2 separate regions of the Mus musculus genome follow, and region 2 is linked to region 1. Evidence: chromatin contacts called from public HiChIP or PLAC-seq data. All regions are on one chromosome and are shown on one strand. Each heading gives the region's core, a stretch centred on a gene start, on an enhancer-like site or on the middle of the called end of the contact. The rest is flanking DNA. Distances are from core to core; before and after follow the strand shown. Region 1 overlaps Bpgm (2,3-bisphosphoglycerate mutase). Region 2 overlaps Cald1 (caldesmon 1).

The links. HiChIP or PLAC-seq counts read pairs in DNA pulled down with a chosen protein or histone mark.
Region 2: a FOXA1 HiChIP or PLAC-seq map of pancreatic cancer cells shows a contact between it and region 1. The contact joins two enhancer-like sites. A contact is called at or near these places in 8 of 39 promoter capture datasets (the 3T3-L1 cell line, the C10 cell line, cranial neural crest and 5 more), 3 of 484 Hi-C or Micro-C datasets (3T3-L1-derived adipocytes, the C2C12 cell line and bone marrow-derived macrophages), 7 of 115 datasets of contacts at active chromatin or transcription factors (embryonic limb bud, embryonic stem cells, epiblast stem cells and 2 more) and 1 of 9 other capture datasets (adipose tissue).

Annotation. Positions count from the first base shown.
Region 1 is chr6:34,493,910-34,499,096 of GRCm38.p6, forward strand. All of the region lies in intron 2 of Bpgm (2,3-bisphosphoglycerate mutase), which reads left to right. Among named protein-coding and RNA genes, the nearest start is that of Gm52898, 15 kb to the right of the region's middle. Within about 2 kb of position 1,567, at least 68 of the 459 cell types and tissues checked have an H3K27ac peak or open chromatin away from gene starts, as enhancers often do. A contact at or near this core is called in liver and pancreatic cancer cells, where this site is marked.
Region 2 is chr6:34,714,557-34,719,897 of GRCm38.p6, forward strand. The region is part of intron 3 of Cald1 (caldesmon 1); the gene reads left to right. Gm38787 (a long non-coding RNA gene) reads right to left here. Exons shown (of 3, transcript XR_868972.2): 2 at 1-2,369. Among named protein-coding and RNA genes, the nearest start is that of Gm38787, 16 kb to the right of the region's middle. Within about 2 kb of position 2,860, at least 104 of the 459 cell types and tissues checked have an H3K27ac peak or open chromatin away from gene starts, as enhancers often do. A contact at or near this core is called in liver and pancreatic cancer cells, where this site is marked.

The sequences.
Region 1 (5,187 bases), core at 317-2,816:
CCAAGCAGAGCTGAGTGGCAGAGGCAGGCTGCATGTCTGCAAGGCGACTCGGGGTCAGGGGATGCTAGGCTCTTGGGCATCGTCACTGCAGGTGCCTACACCTTTATAGACGAAGCTTAACGGAGCTGGCTGGCAGGTGCTTTAGTGTTAATGTAGTGAAAATGGTGCCTCAGAAGAGACCGGCTTCATTCAGTGTAGTCAGTAAGTGAAGTGCCCTTAATCGGGACCTTAGTTTGTGTTCCACAGAGTGATCGTCTGAGTGGGATTCAATCCCAGGACCCCTATTTGCCACCGTATTCTATAGCCATGTGCTTCCATCTGCTCTCTCCACATACACACAGTGGAATTAGATGAACACACCTCCCTGTGTCTTGAAAACTCGAGTGGGCATTGTTACGGCCTTTTCAGTCTTCTGGAGCTGTGTGGTGCCGACTCTCTTCAGTGCCTAAGCCATCAGCAGGCCAGGGCCACCCTTCAAAGTTCTGCTTCATGAGATGTTACACCGAAGATGCTGGAAGAGTTTGTGTGTATTTTTATTTTTATGGTGCTGGGGATTGACCCAAGGAGCTCACACCTTCCAGACCAGTGCCCTGCCACTGAGCTGCACCCTAGCCTGACCGTGTATTTTGTTAGCCTTGCCAGTGTTACTTATACAGGTTGTGAAGCCTTCTGATGGCTTTTCAATCCCAGACTGATGACCTCTTATTTGTCACTGTATTCTATAGCCTTATGCTTTCATCTGCTCTTTCCACTTGTACACACACACACACACACACACACACGCACACACACCCATACCCATCTGTGTGCTTCTAACATCATCTAGTAAGGCTAGAAGTAGGTTATGGACCTCTTGGAGTCAATGTGTGTGAGCAATACAGTTGAAGACAATGTTACTGGTTGGAAGTTAGCTAACATTCTTACCCGAGGATCACCACTTTAGGAGCCTCGTGGCAGCATCTCTGACAGGCTCCCTGTCTGCTGAGCCTGGTCTGTAACCTGCCTAGTAACGTATTTCTATTAGAGATCGATTTACGTGTAATCTGAGAATGCTTAATATTTTCAGAAGACAAACAAGGCATGGGATACTATACAGTAAGAAAATTCCCCCAGGGACTGCTTCACTGGTTTTCAGAACCATAAATAATTGCCTACAATCTTGTCAGTAAGTCCAGGTTAAAGCCGATCTCGCCCCTGACAGTTGTGCTTCTCACAACGCTGCAAGAGAACTTTGAATGCCCGCGGGAGAGCTAAAAGCAACCTGTTGTGCACAGTTCCAGACAGGCGTGTGTTTCTTTTTCTTGTGGTTGGCATAGTTGCTTCCTGTTTGTTTCCTGCTGGTCCACACTGAAGGAAAAGCCGAGTACCTAACTGAGTGTTGGATGTGGTCTGTACCTTGCCAGAGGAAGTAGATTGTTTAGTCTGGTTTAAGCACAGGATCAGGCAGATGCAAGACAGGGATAAAGAGTGGCGGCAAGAAATTTGTATAAGACTTGGACTCTGTCCCTGGAGAAGTGTACACAGCTGCACACACAGCAAGTCAGACACAAGGTGACGTGAAATGAGAGAAATGAGAGGAAAGGTCAGCTAGAGCTGGCTGCCAATGGCGGCTGAGGTGTTTGTCACCTTTGGCATTTAGTAGGATATTTTCAGAATCATGGAGTTCAAGCCCTCTTTCCTGGGAGACAAATAATTGCTTAGTGGTAGAGCTGAGCTAGCTTTTATGCAAGCCTACAAAATCTATAGTAGCCTTTATTCTTAAATAGCGTAAGATTTTAACTGTAATTTAACTAAACAAATTAAATTATAATTATTTGAATACATTATTTAAATTATAAGTGATTTAAGTGAATAAATTTGGTAAATTATAGTGAATGAAAAGTTAACTAAAACTGAAAGGTGAATTCATCTCTCTCTTGCTTAATTTTAAAGCAGCAGCTATTACCCTGCCATCAGGTTACAGGGTAATTTAATACCCTGTTTTCTTTGGTTTCCCCAGGCTATCTTTTAATTGTATGTATGTGAAACTAAAAATTTAGAAGTCTAAAATTAAATTTACTTGTATGGTCACCTGTAATGGACAGTCTCTTCTTTCAGCCCTTACTGATAATAGAAGAATACACAGCGTCGTTGTCCCATAGGTCCAGTGGGGACAAAGAGGGGTGGGTGGGGGTCTCACAGTTGGCTGCCACCAGATTCACTGAAGCTGGGTGGTGTTTTTGCTTTTTTGTTTTTAATCCTAAAATATGGGCTTTCCTTTCGTCCTGTAGCAACTCCTCCTGTGTCCCTGAGTGCTGCTTTTCCCCATTTCCTGCTGCTAAAAGATTTGTAGGCATTTTAGAGAAAAGCCAAAGAACACACAGAACAGATTTGTGCAGTTTGCTTGATTAGCACTAGGTATAAACAACTTTTTTGTTCCAGGCTAAGAACTGTTTAAATGCACCTCCCACACCTCGTTTCTTGCTCAGTTCATAATGAGAAAAGTCTTTAATCAAGGCTTCAACAATAAAGACTAGACTTGAAAGCCAAGAAAGTTAGAATTCACTCAGTTCAACTGTATGCCCAGGGCCCAGTGATTCAAGTCCTGCTTTTGGCCCAGGAGCTAGAGTACACATGAATGAGTGAGACACACAAGGTCCTGCCTATGGTGGATCCTATGTGCCCCTTCTGATCTTTCAGAAATGTCACCCAAAAATGCACATCTGATATGACCTTCCTTGGAGTGCTCTCATGCAAAAGCCTGTTGCTGGGGAATCTTTAACCTTTATTCCTTATAACCTGCAATCCCATGTAAAAAGTGCATTCTTGGTGGATCCAGTGGTGACATACCTAATGTATCTGACGGACCATATAGCTCCATGTTTTGTGCCTCCTAGCAGGCAACCTTCGAAAGCACTGCTCACAGATGCACAGATTCCAGTTATATTCTTGTAAGGATGGTGAGGCACTGCCCGGAGAGCTGGAGTCACAGAGCAGAGTTCTCATTCTGGCAGAAGCCAGGATTTGTTCAAGTGCTTCTCCCAGAGGTGTTGGGTGGGGCATTGTGGTTGAAGTACAGTGTCCTGTGTTCTAGTTTGTTACCATGACTTAGAGGGAGTGCCGGCAGGTTGACTTTCTTTTTTTCTTCTTCTTCTTCTTCTTCTTCTTCTTTTTTTTTTTTTTCAGTTTTCCGAGACAGGGTTTCTCTGTATAGCCCTGGCTGTCCTGGAACTCACTTTGTAGACCAGGCTGGCCTCAAACTCAGAAATCCGTCTGCGTCTGCCTCCTGAGGGCTGGGATTAAAGGCGTGCGCCACCACGCCCAGCCTGCAAATTGACTTTCGGAAGCTACTCCTGCACGTAGAAAATAAGTTATTTAAGTTTTCCATTTTGGGTATCAATTTACTCACATGGTTTTCTCCTAAACTTTCGTTCTTTCTTATCTGAAATGCTTCCACCATTTCCAGTGGTTGCAGTGGGTTTCGAGAAGCTCCTGCATAGAGACTGGAGAATTAAAGATGCTCTAGGTATTCCGATGCTTGCCTATGGTAGGCTCGGCCCTCCAGAGGCTGGGGTAGAAAATTTCCAGTTCAAGGCAAGCCTGTGCCACATAGTTAAACGCTGAAGACACCAGGTGTAAAGTGAAGAGATGGCTTCAGAGGGACTGTGATGGAAAGAAGGTAGAGAGAGAGAAAGAACCTGGTGCCATTTCCAAGAAGGCGCTCTTGGACTTGGTTAAACGTGAACTGGAGACTGGGGTGGTGTTCTGCTAGAATGTGTGAAGCCCTGCCTTTTGATCAACAGCGCTGCATAAAACTGGGTGTGGTGGTGCAGGCGTCCTCATAGCACCCGGGGGGGCGGGGGGGGGGGTGGTGGTGGTGGAAAGAGGAGAATCGGAGATTCTGTGTCATCCTCAGCTACGAAGTGAGGCTAAGGTTAGCCTGGGCTACATGAGTCCTAATGATTTAAATAAATAAATAAACAAATCAATAAATCAAAAGCTGAGCTAGGCAGGAGGTGTGATACCTGACTACACATTTTAGCTTCTGTTTGGTGGCCCAGTGGATGGATTTTTAAGAGTATAATGCATAGCATCTTTTGCTGGTTTGGTTTGGGGCAGTGCAGCGGGGAAGTTCTGTTTACTTAGCTTTCCTAGGATGAAGCATTTAGTATATGCCAACTTTTAGTAACAAGCAATGGCTTCCCTGTGGTTTTCTTAATTTGCTATTTTAAAATGTCAGCCGCTTAGGTCTCATTGACTGATTAGTAACCAGTCTAAGCATTTTAAGAATTTGTAAGTAATTAGTTTACTCTGTGAATAGCTTGAGGCATTATTAAAATAGAATGTTAACTTCATTGGAAACTTTTTTTTTTTAAGTTCTCTTTCTGTTAGTGGCATGCTATAGTCTGGAGGCCTTTGTTTAGTGGACTCACACAGGGATGAGTCATTAAATAAAAGCAAACCTTGGGCAAGGACTTGGCCTGCTGGCTCCTGTTGCATCGAAGTCAAACCACTGAGTCCCCTGTGATGCACTCCAGCTTCCTGATGCAAACCTAGAACATGTTTCTGAGATCGCACAGGTGACCTCTAGACCTGGCCATCTGCTTCCTGGGCTTAGCTGTTTTAAGTCAGACAGACTTGCTCCTCCCTGTTTCCTGTGAGAACACTGGGACTGATGTCCAGTTAGCACGCAGCCTTTACCAGAGCTGAGCAAAAATTAAAACATTCTCTTTCACCTTCAGTGTTAGAAACAGCAGTAAACAATGCAGAAGACCAGGGTTTAAGTGCTGACTGCAAGGACAGCTCAGTTTTTATAGACTTAAAAGCCTTGAGACTTGAACAGGCCTTTTGGATCTGCTTAGTATTTTTGTTAACAGCTGTAGTGAGCTAAAACCCACATGTAACTGCCCCTGAGAGTGGTTTTTAGTGTGTAGTTAGTTGTACAAGTAACTGTAGAGGATGGTTCCAGACGTCCCTGCAGTTAACAAAAATCTGTAGGTCGATGTTCAAGTCCCGGTGTGAAGCAGGTGGTGTCTGTACATAGCTGATGCACGTTGCCTCCTACTCCTCAGATTGTCTGTGGCCTCGAACTGTGGGAATCGGTGCTCTACTCTGATGCAGGGAGTGGCAAGGGGAAAAGGTTTCGACTGGTGCAGATGCATTTGTTTCCCGACAGTTTCCATTGGTGACCGATTGAATCCGTATCTG
Region 2 (5,341 bases), core at 1,610-4,109, 220 kb after region 1:
AGCCTGCTTCGACATGGCGAGGCCATGATACAGGAGATGCTAATGTCTGCTGTGTGGAAAGGTGAACAGAGACACCCACCATCCATCAAAGTATACAGAAAAACATTAAGGACAAAAACCTAGTGAAGCTGTTATTAAACAACCTTGCTTTCCCAATGAAAACTTAGTATCAGAGGAACACTTAGGGAGACCATGTGTTCTCCATAGAGCCAGGCAAGAGTCCGTATGATGCAACCTCGTAAGTGAAGTTTTCAGAGTGGTATTTGGTTGTGATGTTGTAACCAGCTTTGTAGTTAAGAAACCCAATTAGGTCATCTTCCTCCCCCTCCCCCCTTAAATATTTTTGCTGGTTGTAGAAATCAAAAAAGCAACTAGGTGGTCGTTGGGTTGTTAAGTTCTGAGCAGATTTGTGAAGGGCACACTTTGCCTGATGCTACGTTTTACACCACAAGTTTGATCAACATCAATTTCCTCTGTGTTTAAGGCCACGTTTTATTAAAGGCAACTTACGTTAAACAAAATTGTTTGGTAAGGGCAGTTTAAAACAATAAACTTGTAGATAAAATAGGCTATGTTTTTCTCATCGGTCTTTCACATTTCCTTCCTAATTTATTATCAACCTCATCACATACAGATGCTGATTAAAATGAATGTGTCCTTCAACCTGTGCTGGGTTCCTGTTTAGACTCTAAGTAACTCTGGACATCTCCTCCTTCCAAGCCACGTCTGCCGGCTTTATTTAATTCTCTCTGTGTTTTCCCTTCCCATGGCTGCTTACTGATTGTGTACTTCAGTGTTTTCTTTGACAAAAATGCCCGAGCTGATGAACTTCTTTTGTTTGGGTCCATTGATGCAGAGGTGTTGGTCTCTGATCATTTGGCCTTATGACTTTGGGCCTTTTTTGTGGTGTAGCATCATGGCACAAGTGTGTGGTGGAAGACACGGTCTACAGACTTGGTTTCTGGGAAACAAAAAGACACAAAAAGGCCAGTTCATAGACATTCTCCTGCTAACTTCTTCTAAGTGGGACCCACTTATTAACAGTAGTGCCCCCTCCACACTACAGTATAGCAAGCCTGGGGACCAAGTCTGTAACCCGGGGCTGGTGAGTAGACTGCTTCACTCTCCTTTTCTAGAGTTTCATCCTCCACATGGTTTTGTCCTTCATTTTGAAAGTCTCAGACGAAGGTTAAGATAACAGCCAAGTACGAATGGTCTCCCCATCCTTCAGAGAAGACCATGCACTGGCCGCTTTAGCATGTTAGGAAGGGAAACACTGTATGCATACAGCAGTGGATTCTACCGAAGGCAGCAAGCAAATCACACCCCTGTGGGGTTTCCAGGGGAAGAGAATGAAGTGACCACTATTAATCACTGAGTGAATGATGGTTTAAAGTGTCTCCACACAAGCCCATGTGTTGTACACTTGGTCCCCAGCTGATGGTTGCTGTTTTGTAGGATTACGGAAGCTTGAGGAGGTGGCGTCTAACAGGTCACCAGGCAGGGGGCTGGGGTTGGGGTCCAGGTTTTAGAGGATAGATCCTTGTCCTGGTAGTTTCCAGTTGCTCTCTGCTTCCTGTCCACCACAAGGTGATGTGTAGAACGGCCTTTTCTAGCTCTCACCGCCATGATGTTTTGATGGAACACACGTAGCCAAGCAACCGTGTGCAGAAGACAGTGTGAGTCAGAAGTTACACTTCTTCCCTGAAGGCTACAGCCATAAGAAAAATACCAGCAGCGGATAGGTTGCTAAGTTCACTGTGCTCTGCCTTCTCCACCTGTGGAAAGGCTAGCGGAAGCTAAGGGAACTAGTCCCCACAGCAACGAATCCCGGTGGAAGCTTCAATCAGTATACCACACCCCTGCTTTTGATTCTGAGCATCCCATTTTTCAGAAACCCCAGAGCCCCCGAGGCTGGGGCAAATGCGGTGGAATTGAGTCTGTGATTGACCTGCATTCATTATCATATCCCACTTTTCAGAAAGTCAAGAGTTCTTTGTCTCTGGTTGTACTTGCTTTGTTTAGTTCCCACTAGGAAGCAGGTCCCACACAACTGTCTTCAGGACAAGTCCAGTCTTCAAGGACATTTGCTAAACACTGAGGCAAAAAAAAAAAAAAAAATAGACTTCCTCATTTTTCTTATTTGTCCTAAATGAGGAACACCAGGAAGGAAAGAATGTGGTAGGATGTAAGATGTGTTTGTCAACCAGGGCCGCCAGTTCTTAAGTACTCTTGACAGATGAGCAACATGTATGTTAAGAATCCCGAGACTTGACCATCCTGAAAATCTTGGGTTCCAGTTTATCTGTTTATTAACAGTGTGCTCAGAGAGAGGTACTTAATGTCTGTGAGTTTCTTACTACATTCATCTACAAAAAAAAAGAGAGAGAGAAAAATGACTGTAGTTAACACAACTTCTGATGTTTAGTGAGAGTTCACAAGGCAGGAGGGGTGGGTGGTTAACTGTGAGAGCCATTTGAGGGAGTTAGTACATAGAAGGTGAGTGGGTTGCTAGGTAATCACAAGAGCAGGGCCAAGTCTGATGGGGTGAATTCGTTTCCTGGAACTTCCAGGGCAAAGTAGAAAGGCAAATGGGTGGCTTAGAAAGACAGAAGTTTGTTAGAAGTCTGAAAGTAACATCAGTGGGGACTCACTCTAGGAGACCACTGGGAAGGGTCTGTCCTGGCCTCTTCTAGCTTCTGATGGCCCTAGATGTCCCTTGGCTCATGGCCTTGTGTCTCAGTAGTTTCACATGCCATTCTGGATGTCTCTTTCCATTGCCCTCCCCCCATGCATGTCTGTGTTTGTGTTCAGAGGACACCAGTTGTACTGGATTGCATACCACTCAGATGACCTCATCTCCACGTCCTTACATCTGCAAAGACCTCCCATTGAAGTCACGGAGAGGCTTAGGGTTAGGAGATCAACAGAGCTCTGTGGGGAATGCAATTCAGCTCATTTGTAAGTGAGCAGATCTCCTAGAATTACATGACACTCAACAGGCCCAGCCAGACCTTTAAAGTTTGCTAATGTCCCCACAAAATGGGCAAACATCTTGCATCCCAGAGGGGGCTATTAGCTAGTCTCTTGAGTATTTCCTAACCACAAAAGTTCCCTAGTCCTAAGAACAGGAAGGGGCTTTTCTCCTGAAATGAAGGACACCCAGAAAGAATTTGTTAACTCTGTTAACTTCAAGGCAAAGAGTTGTACAGTCCCAGATAAAGCTTAGGTCTGCAAAGTTCACGCTCTCTGCTCTGGCCCTGCATACTTCTTAAATGTCCGACCTTACTTAAATATGCGCTTTGATCTCTCCTGGGTCTCAAGACTGGTGAGTTAAAGAGAGACCATGTAAAAGCCCCTACCCCAAAGAGCGGAGATATCTCTGTTAACCAACTTCTCCCAGGAGGCCTGGGATGCTAAGGAGTATGAGCCCCACTCAGAGCTACAGTGAAAACTCCCAATATCCTCAGGCTTAGGAAGACTACAGGAACACAGCAAAGGTGAAAGTGAGCATATGAAAAGAGAAATTTAGAAGAGAGGACATTTTAAGAAGTCAGCTAGACTGAGTGCCAATACAATGTAACCAACCTTCCAACTGAACATGCTACAACTGCTCCTTAACAAAGCAGAGCTGCTCAGTCCTTAAATTGAATACTGTATCGGTTTCCTGGGGTCACTGTTACAAATCACCACCCACTAAGTGGCTTAAAAATGATAGCTGAGTGGTCCTTCCACGGGTGACTGCCCTTCTGTGGATGAGCATAGGATACACCCAGACATAGAAATATTATCCACTACTGAAAAAAAAAAAGGCTGTTAAGTCATGGGGGAAAAAAAAAACTTGTCTGAAACTTGGACAAATACTATGAAGTGAAAGAAATTGGTCTGAAAAAGACCAACATAGCTTTTAAGCATACATTGATCTGTAGAAGCCAAGACTAATGGAGACAGAAGTCATTGGTGAGTGCCAAAGCTTGGGGGAGAAGGAAAGAGGCTTAAGAGGGGCCAGTGAGCAGAGTGCAGGAGGACTTGGGTGAGGGGTATATACTGGAGCTGTGGGGGCAGGTTGTTCAAATGCACAGACAGCATCAGGTCCAAGCGCTGGATAACCCTGCTGTCTGCTCGTGCAACACATCGCTTGGTTTTGGTTTTGAAGCTAAGGTGGAGTTTAAGAAGAAGCTGTCCCAATACATATCTAAACCCGAGCCTTAAGGGGGAGTGAGGTGCTTGGTTAAGAAGAGAATGGTAAACACCCAAGACCTGGTTGCGGGGTTATGGAAAGAGCAATACCTGCCTGGGTCTGTCAGATGTTCCAGATGTCCTTCTAGTTGAGGAATGCCTCTGGTTGGGGAGGCTATGAGCCTGGGGGACCGGGGATGTCTGAGAAATCTCTGCCTTCTGAGTTGTTCTTGAGACGTAAAACTACAAAGCTAGATCTTTAAAATAAGTCAGTTACTAGGCACAGTTGGCTCCTCTGGAGAGCTGCCTCCTCCTGTTTGGCCAGCAGTCTCTCACATTCCTCAGCTTGTAGAAGCGTAGTCGCCCTGATTGTCTTCCTTAGGTGGCTTTCTTGTCACATCTCTTCCCATGGTTTACTCCCTGCCCGGATTTCTTACTGGATTAGAACCCACCCTGATGACTCTGCCTTAAAGCCTAATTTCCAAATAAGGTCACATTCTGAGGTACTGGTAGTTAGGTTGTCAAATCAGGTCCTGGGGAGGTCAGGATGCATGACAAATACTGGGAGGCCGTAAAACTTTAACATGACATTTCATAGCTAAGTTCTTCAGCTATAAGTGGGGTAATTACTGGGTCTGTTTAAAATGCCAGCTGGCTGGACCAATGTTGGAGCAATGGGGATAGCTGGAGCTTTTCCTGGCACCCCACTGTCTAAAACCATCCCAGGGAGACTTAGGACCAAGCACCGGGCCTGGAGCTCTGACCTTGGCTCCTGCATGAGGTCTGGTACTGAGCCAGCCTCAAAGAGGCTGGGGGAGGGGATTCGCCTCTTCCACTTTGGGGCATGGGGAAGACAAAGCTCTCTGATGTTAAATTCCTGTCTACGTGTTAATGAGAAGTGGCATGGATTAAGAAAGAGGTAGAGAAAAGAAGAGATGAAACGCATTCCATCTGATAGATTTAAAACACACACACACACAAAACCCACCACCCCACCCCATGTTTTCCCCTATCTCCCCTCTACCCTCTACAAAAGCACAGGAAACCATGGGGCGGACCCTGAGCTTACACACAGGAGATGAGACGTACACCACCACCCCCCCCCTTTACATTTATTCTATGTGGATGTTGTAGTTTCCCCATTCCTCTGATAATTAATGTC